Regions from separate parts of the Sus scrofa genome. Here region 1 is linked to region 2. A link is a contact called in public Hi-C data. All regions are on one chromosome and are shown on one strand. The core of a region is the stretch at or near the end of the contact, and the rest is flanking DNA. Distances in the headings are between cores, read along the strand shown.

Region 1 (4,541 bases), core at 774-3,273, 1.3 Mb before region 2:
ACCCCAGTTTAGAAAAGCTATACTTTATTTTCTAGCCACAGAGATGACAAAGTACATACTTCAAGCACCATTCATTAAATTTTAGGGAACTAGTAACGTAAACATAAAAACCTATCTGCTTGGGAGTTCCAATTGTGACTCAGTAAGTTAGGGACCCTACAGTTATCTCTGTGAGGATTTGGGTTCCATCCCTAGCCTCACTCAGTGGGTTAAGGATCCTGCACTGCTGCAAGCTGCGGAGTAAGTCGCAGGTGCCGCTGGTATCTAGTGTTGCGGTGGCTGTGGCATAAGCCACAGCTGCAGCTCCTATTCAACCACTGGCCCAGGAACTTCCATATGCCACAGGTGCAGCCATACAAAAGACAAACGAACAAACAAAAACCTGGATCTGCTAATTCTACCAGTAACTATTTACATGGTGATTTGAAGAAATAAAACAGAACAAAATAAAACTGTGTAGGAAAAAAGTAAAATGAAAAGCAAAAGAATTCTATCCAAACAAATCAACAAAGTTTTCTTTCCCTTCAAATAAAGAGAACCAAAAATGTCAGCAATAAAAGCATACATAATTATTATCAATCACTGCGACGCCACGGCATAGGAAAACAGAAAAGTTACCGATTCACAGGTCGAGAATATTTTTCTAACCCCTACTTGTACTATAACTAGTGAACCGGAGAACTCCAAGACTTTCCCAAAGTTGAAAAGAATTCAGTAACTCGTACAGAACTTCATGAACAGTTTTTGAGATATCACAAACACTTGCTGCCAGGGTGTTCCAACCTTGGCTTTTAAGTGGTGCTGCAAAAGCTACAGTGTCCCGGGTGCCATAACAGGGCGAAGCCCCCTCGGGCGCATTCCCCAGGACTCGAATTAGGGAACAGAGGGAAGATGGGGCGGGCTGCTGCTCTGCCCCACCGCCCCACACCTACTCGGCCGCTGTCCTCCCCGCACCCCACTGGGCTGGGTACTCACAGCTCTAGTCTCGTACAGAACCAGCTTTTGGACCAAGCTGATTATGGGGGCGGCGGCCGCGGGCATGGCCGAGCAAACGGGGGCGCGCCCCAACAGGCACTAGGCCACAGCCTTGGTTGCAGCAGCCTCGGAACTGCCCCCAAGAAACCCGGAGAGAAGACGCCTCAGATCCAAGATGCCAAGTTCCGCAGGTAAAAACACTGCATCGGCACGAAATACATAGATGATCAGCTACTAAGGTTCAGGTGTTTCCGGATCCGTAGGCCCCACCTCCAGGCAAACCCCACCCCAGCTACCGCGTGGGCGGGACTGGAGGAAGAACCATAGAGAAGTGGGGTAGAGGTTTCCAGAGCCTGCGTACTGCGAAGGAGGAAGCAAAGAACGCCATCTTTGGTATGGGAACGAGGAAAAGTGGGCGGAGAAAAGGGCACTGCCAGTTTAGTTAAATCTCACCTTTTTCTGGTCCTTCTCTTTGCAAAAGTGGACGATTTGGGACTGGATTACTTCTTTTGAATTGGCTCTCCGACTTGCAGATAGATCCATTCCCAAGTTTGTCTGTTTTTTCTCTGCCTACTTCTGCCCTTTCCTGAAAACCTACTCTGTGACGGTCCTGCACTAAGCATAGGTGTTTTTCCCCTTCTGTCGCTGTGTGTCTCTTTTACCCTTAGAAGAATCAACTAAATCCATGGTATCCAGAGGGTGTGTGGTTCAATTAGTGTTTTATAATCGCTTAAAGTTGGAAATTTCCAAGCTTGCCACTTATTTGTGCAGGAGGCTAACCATCTGTAAATTCTAAAAAAAGACTGTCGAGTGTAGTGTAATACAACGTAGTGTAGTACTGGCTTTGGAGTTCTGCGTTAAAAGAAGTTTTCTTACACGAGATGTGAGTGAACATAAGTAAACAACGCATGTACTCTCTTTGATCATCAGCTTCCATATTTGTGAAAAGGAGTGTATTAAAATTTTGAATACAAAGGTACGAAAGTGAGTATTTAAAGTAAATCAGTAAATTACAGCCCCACCTTCCGAGGCCCCGCCCCCAAGAGGCTCGACACTTTGCACCAAGCTGGGTTCCCTTGGCAACCGCTCAACAGATCCCAGAGTCCCTGGAGAGGACTGCAGCCAGCCGGTGGGGTCTGCTACGAATAGGTATGTAGGAGTCAGAGTCCACCGCTCGGATCCATTTCCGTAGCGAATGAAATCCCACCATCTCCTGCGGGGAGCCCAGACCAGTTCCTTTCCTTGCAAAATTAAACTTCGAGATCTCCGTAAATTCCGCTTTTGAACCTCACTCCTCCTTTCAACGAACATCGTTTTCATTCCACAGGTATTCACTGGGTACCAACTGTGAGATGTAAGATGTACTGGAATGGCAAAAGTGCTAGGTTTCCCAGGAAATGGGTCCCTTGTTAACTGCAGAGCCCACTGCTAGAGGATTTTTTCAACTGCTAAAAATGTAAGGAAATTTAAGAATTTTTGTATTCAATTGTAGTATAAACATAATGTGGCATTGGGGATTATATTGTAAATTCAAAATCAAGAAATTGCAAAATTTTTAAATTAATATTTATTTTAAACTTTCTTTCATAGTTTGGTATGAAATTTTGGGTTTTATTAAGAACTAGAAAGATGGCGAAGTTCCCTTTGTGGCTCAGTGGTTAACGAACCCGACTAGTAACTGGTTGCAGATTCGATCCCTGGCCTGCTCAGTGGGTTAAGGATCTGGCGTTGCTATGGCTGAGGTGTAGGCCAGCCGCTACAGCTCCTATTCTACCCCTAGCCTGGGAACCTCCATATGCTATGGGTGCAGCCCCAAAAAGACAAAAGAAACAAGAACAACAAAAACAAAAACAAAAAACTAGAAAGATGGCCATCTCAGCACTGGCACTTTGCATTGACTTGGATCTTTTACCTGGGAAAAATACTTAGTTCTGTTCCATTACATAATGGAAAGCAACTCTTCTGAACATGAGTTAAATATTTGCACATTTTTATTCAGGATAACTCAAAATATCTGTAGAATTCCAGTTTTCCAATATTTAGTTTTCAATTATTATATTACTATATTCCATTTGAAACTGGTGTTAGTTTTGTTCATCCAGAAGCAGATCCTGAGACAAAACTTGAGGACAAATAGTTTATATGGGCAATAATCTAGCAAAACAACAGCCACAAAGGGAAGGAAGCTAATAAAGGGAATAAAGGGAATATTATTAAGCAAATTTCTCTGTTAGCTGAATTCTCTGAGGAATTCTTGGATGTATGTCTCAGTTATTCCCTTTTAAGGGGAAAGAGAGCTGGGGTATTTATTCACCAATTCCCATCAGTTATAGGTTGAGTCTTGCTATGGAAGAATATTAATTCTTATACAGTTATACAGTCTGCTGTATAACTCAGGCAGAACAAGGTCTGGCAGCCAGAAAGGGCCCTTAAACAAAGAACCACAAGCCACCAGTTGGAAGCCGGGCTGGTCATCTGTGGAAAAGGTTGGTGTCAAATGGATAGGGTTAGGGTACTAATAACATCTGCAACATTCCAAGCTTTGCCCCACTCATACCCATTGCGCTCCCTCCACATTAAGTTGACAGCATCCTGTCACTGGTTCTTCAAGGCAGTTTCTGGTCCCAGTTTCTAAAACAAAAGGATGCGCAAAAAGACCTACATCTCCCTGCTCCTAATTAGGTAGCAGCAGCTCTACCTCTACTTTCCAGGGCAGTAACTCCTTATCAAGGACGTGACTCATTAGAGGTCATCATAGATTCTGCTTGTTACACCACTCTCATAGCCCCATGCACACGCTTCTTCCCCAGAACCCTTTTTCTCTTATGATCCAGTCTCACTCCTTCCAGGCTCTGGACCAAGCCATTCAGCATCACTCTCCAAATTAAGGACCTAGGAATATTGCTTAAAGCTCTGCCTACCAGGAGGATTTCCCCTAATCACCACCTCTCAGGACTACTCCTGAGTGGGACTAAAGTCCAAAAGCATTCCATTTACAGCTTGCACCAATATATCATGTTTCATACATGATTTTTTTTTTTGTCTTTTTAGGGCCGCTCTCGCAGCATTTGTAGGTTCCCAGGCTAGGGGTCTAATTGGAGCCTACACCACAGACATAGCAACGCAGGATCCGAGCCTCATCTGTGACCTACACCACAGCTCATGGCAGTGCCAGATCCTTAATCCACTGAGCAAGGCCAGGGATCAAACCTGCAACCTCATGGTTCCTAGTCAGATTCGTTAACCACTGAGCCACGATGGGAACTCCCATACATGATTTTTATCATTTTTTAATCAGCTATTCCTAAGGGATTCCAAATGAGGTGTGAGCTAAGAGACACTGATGAACAAGAGATCGGTGACATGTGGGTCTAGACTGCTTGCTTATGATATTTATTTGGCCTGATCCCTGGGTTCCATTTTTATCATTCAATGGGTTGCTGTTGTGTCTGCCCAGCTTGAGGACTTGATCTGTCTGACAAACCCAACTCATGTGGGCACTTCCATATGTACTGTCACCGGATGGCCCATGGCCAGGCTTTTATTCTGTCCCAGAGCCCAGGAGC
Region 2 (4,555 bases), core at 963-3,462:
TTCATTTGAACCCACAAGTTCTGCATTTAACTAGCTATGTAACTTCCGCACCCTTAGATTGATTATCCCCTAATTGATAATGAGAATTAAACAAGAGAAAGTATGTAGAAAGCACTTAGCATATTGCATGACACAAAATAAGCATTCATGTTATTACGATCATATTCCTTAAATCCTAAATCTCATAAATCATGGTCCATGCATAGAATGAAATTCTATTTTAACCATTTAAAACATGAAGCAGTTTTACTCCTAATGATATGGAATGATCCCCAAGATACACTGAATTAAAAAAAAAAAAGGGGGAGTTCCCGTCGTGGCGCAGTGGTTAACGAATCCGACTAGGAACCATGAGGTTGCAGGTTCGGTCCCTGCCCTTGCTCAGTGGGTTCATCATCCAGCGTTGCCGTGAGCTGTGGTGTAGGTTGCAGACGCGGCTCGGATCCCGCGTTGCTGTGGCTCTGGCGTAGGCTGGTGGCTACAGCTCCGATTCAACCCCTAGCCTGGGAACCTCCATATGCCGCAGGAGCGGCCCAAGAAATAGCAACAACAACAACAACAACAAAAAAGACAAAAAAAAAAAAAAAAAAAAAGGACCAGAACAGCGTGTATATTACCACTTCTACTTTTTAATACACATATTTATAAACATATGATTGTATATAAACAGAATGTCTCTGGAAAAATACATAAGAAACAAGTATTAGGAGTTGCCTCTGGAAAGGCAAACTGAGTGACTATGGAATAGGAGTGGAAAAAAGTCAACGCTTTACCATATTCTTTCTTTTCCCTTTTGAATTTTGTAGCATTTGCTTGAATTGTCTAGTTCAAAATTTAACAATAGTTTATATTATGATGGAAATCTCATGCTACCAAAATATTCCATTATATAAGTGGATTACACTAAACTTTGCAGAAAAACCTGTAGTCACAGTTCTAGCATCAATTTCAACTTTATCGACTATAACAATCAAAGACTGATAGTTTTAGCTAAATTAGCCAATGCGAATCATTTTAAGATGTATGGGGAGGGATGCCTGAAGATTTAAAAAAAATTTAAAAAAAGGAAAGCGTTCAAGAATTTGGATGAGTGAGCAATAAGAATAATGTTATTCGTTCAAAAACATATCTGCCCATCAGGCACCAAACACTGTGCTAAGTGCTGAAGAACCAATGACACCTGGTCCTTGCCATTGAGTAGCCCTGATTTAGTGGGAGTATATGAATAGAGCAGTAAAATTATCACTCCTGTGGGCTTGATTACTCAAAATATAGGTTCATTCATTTGGAAACACGTAACAATTTGAATGAATGAATGAATATATGAAGCAAGCCTGGTGACAAAGTGACCTTGCTGAAGCCTCTAGTAATTTGAAAAGAACAAAAAGAATCAATCTCTCAGTCTGGGAATGCTCGGACACTTGCACTCCCAGAAGCCAGAGAGCCAAAAGGGCCTGCAAGCGTCAGAGGCTTGGCTTTTAGGTACAGTCCCAGGTCAACAGGAAAGGCGCAGGATGAAGAGTCCCCAGGCCTTAACCTGACACTTGGCATCCTTTCAAGCCAGGTACTCCCCCACTTGGGCTTACAAGGTCTCAACTTTCTAACATGTGGGAGGGAACGAACCCTGAGTCGACCTCTGAACCCTCAAAATGAAGGTCACTCTCAGCCACCTCCCTCAGTGCCCAGGGCTCCTTCATCAGCAGACTGTAACAGAAAATGCAAGAGAGCATGAAACTCCTCTCGAGAAAACCTCTCGAAAATTATGAACCAAGTAGGCGCTCGGGCAGCTCGAGGAGTGAGGGTGACTGCCCCGGTCCTATGCAGTCGGCTCGGCCTACTCCAGGCACAGTCACTGACCTTTACAGAGAGAGTTTCCAGGGGCGGTGGCCGGAGGGGCGAGAGCAGCGGCCCAGGCCCTGCACCCAACACATCTCCCTCTCAACCGGCTCTGCGCTAAGCGGAGGGTAACCAAGGGCGACCAGGAGGCCGCCATCTTGAGCTCCGTACAAGGGGAGCAAAAGGAAAACTTTATTGAAACCCAGAAGAAAGACGGTAGCACCGACAAATCCTGCAGTGCTCACAGAAGGCTCCGCCCGTGAGAGAACGAAAGAGAGAAGCGGAAAAAACGCAAGCTCAAGTAGCTAGGGGGCGGGCTGACTCCCATGCCCTCTGATCTCTCTTCCAGAGCAGACACTTGCAACTACGACTCCCAGCATGCAGTGCGGTGGCGCCGAAGGCGGTGCGGGGCAGGCAGCTCTGGGCTTGGGGGGAGGGGCACTTCTCCGCCCAGCGAAGGCAGCCGAGGATTCCACAACACTTTCAAGGAATTGGAACGGGATTACGACGTGTAAAGTAACCCCCCCTGAGCCTTTTAGGTTAGCATACCTGACTGAGACTCCAAAACCTAAATAAAATGTAAGTTTTTGCACAGCAAAGGAAACCATAAACAAAACAAAGAGACAACCCACAGAATGGGAGAAAATATTTGCTAATGAAACAACTGATAAGGGATTAATCTCTGAAATATATAAACACCTCCCGCAGCTCAATATCAAAAATCCAAAACAACCCGGTCAAAAAAATGGGCAAATGTAAATAGACATTTCTCCAAATGAGACATACAGATGGCCAAAAAACACATGACAAGATGCTCAACATCACTAATTATTAGAGAAATGCAAATCAAAACTACAATGAGGTACCACCTTACACTAGCCAGAATGGCCATTATCAAAAAGTTTACAAATAATAAATGCTGGAGAGGGTGTAGAGAAAAAGGAATCCTTTTACACTGTTGATGGGAATGTACACTCATGTAACCACTATGGAAAACAGTATGGAGGTTACTCAAAAAACAAAAAATAGAACTACCATATGATCCAGCAATCCCACTCCTGGGCATCTATCAAGAGAAAACCATAATTTGAAAAGATAAATGCACCCCAATATTTATTGCAGCACTATTACAATAGCCAGACATGGAAGCAACCTAAATGTCCATCAACAGAGGAATGAATAAAGAAGATTTGGTACATATATGCAATGGAATATTACTCAGCCATAAAAAAAAGAACAAAATAATGCCATTTACAGCAACATGGATGGACACAGAAACTATCGTTCTAAGCCATACAGTGAAAGGCAAACATCATATGAAATCACCTTTATGTGGAATCTTAAATAAAGGGGGGGAGGTACAAATGAACTTATTTGCAGAGCAGAAACGGTCTCACAGACTTTGAAAAACTTATGATTACCAAAGGGGACAGGTTGAGGAGTGGGAGGGATGGACTAGGAATTTGGGATTGGCATATGCGCACTGAGGTATATGGAAGGACTGGCCAATGGGGACCTGCTATATAGCACAGAGAACTCTACCCAGTATTCTGTGATAATCTATGTGGAAAAAGAATCCGAGAGAGAATGAATCTATGTATATGCGTGACTGGATCACTTTGTTGTACAGCAGAAATTATCACAGTCTTATAAATTAACTATAGTTCAATAAACCTAAAAAAACAATCAAAATAAAAAGTGGAGGATCCATTGGGCCCTCATATTTTAACAAAATATTGGTTACATCCCTAAGTGGTAGCCCCAGTTTGCCTCCAGTGTCCAGCTCATCTTTGGCAGAGTACCTGAAAAGTGCTATCACCTTTGTTTTCTGTAATGTAAATAATTTTCAATGTGGAATAAACTCAGATGTTTAGAAAGAACTTGTGTAGCGTGGGAAAGCCAGTGAACCACTGGACTGAATGGCCTTGAGACCATGTATCCAAAGAGGAATATCTAAGTGATCTTCCCTAATTTGATTAAACAAAAAATATTTGGAGTATATAGGGTTAACAAAGTGCTATCCAAAAGAAGCAGGCAATCCTGTAGGAGGGACAAAGGAATCGATAAAAGATTCTACCAGATGTTGTTGAATCAATGAAAGAGCACTTTGGCTGGGAAATCAGGAAAGCCTTCTAGAAGCTTTACTTTTAACAGGAAATGAAGACCTTCCAAAAATAGAAAACAGAGTGAACTAAGGCAGGCAGACAGGCATGCAAGCAAGAAAATCTGGATTACAGGAAAAGAGAAAGTTTCAGTTGTATGAAAACTAAATAAAAAGACATTAGAAAGAATTCCAGGAATTTAGGTAGTTAGTTGGTCTACAATAGAAGTGTCCAAAGAAACAGGAAAAGAGAACATAACAGGATAAATAATTTGGAGACTTCTTTACTGACTCTGTCAAATCATTTATAGAAAAATTATTTTGATTGTGTCTTCCAAAATGTCAATTCACACTATTTTTTTCTATCTTTAATGTCATTGCTGACATGACAAACTATTCCTTCATGCTGTTTCATTTAATGTTACTAATTATTGGTATGGCACTTGGTGAAAGACCTTTTGAAAAAATCAGACTATTTCTTCCTTGATTTAAATATTTGTCACCCTCAAGACTTTCAGAAAGTGTCTAGATATCATTTTGTTTGCTCTGGGAAAACAACTGCTTGCCTTGGTCAATGAAAGTATCTCTTATTAGAGATTCCAATAGCTTAATAATTAT

What was found. Hi-C and Micro-C count contacts between places; a contact is called where the count stands out from the background.
Region 1: a contact with region 2 is called in a Hi-C map of embryonic fibroblasts, with 2.0 times the contacts expected there. The contact joins the promoter of AK9 here to the promoter of AFG1L in region 2. A contact is called at or near these places in 1 of 5 promoter capture datasets (liver) and 1 of 47 Hi-C or Micro-C datasets (embryonic fibroblasts).

Annotation. Positions count from the first base shown.
Region 1 is chr1:75,690,897-75,695,437 of Sscrofa11.1, reverse strand. AK9 (adenylate kinase 9) reads left to right here and starts at 2,023. Exons shown (of 40, transcript XM_021091050.1): 1 at 2,023-2,124. FIG4 (FIG4 phosphoinositide 5-phosphatase) reads right to left here and starts at 1,210. Exons shown (of 23, transcript NM_001243250.1): 1 at 976-1,210. The coding sequence starts at 1,041.
Region 2 is chr1:74,365,078-74,369,632 of Sscrofa11.1, reverse strand. It overlaps AFG1L (lactation elevated protein 1), which reads right to left and starts at 2,212. Exons shown (of 14, transcript XR_002343776.1): 1 at 1,858-2,212.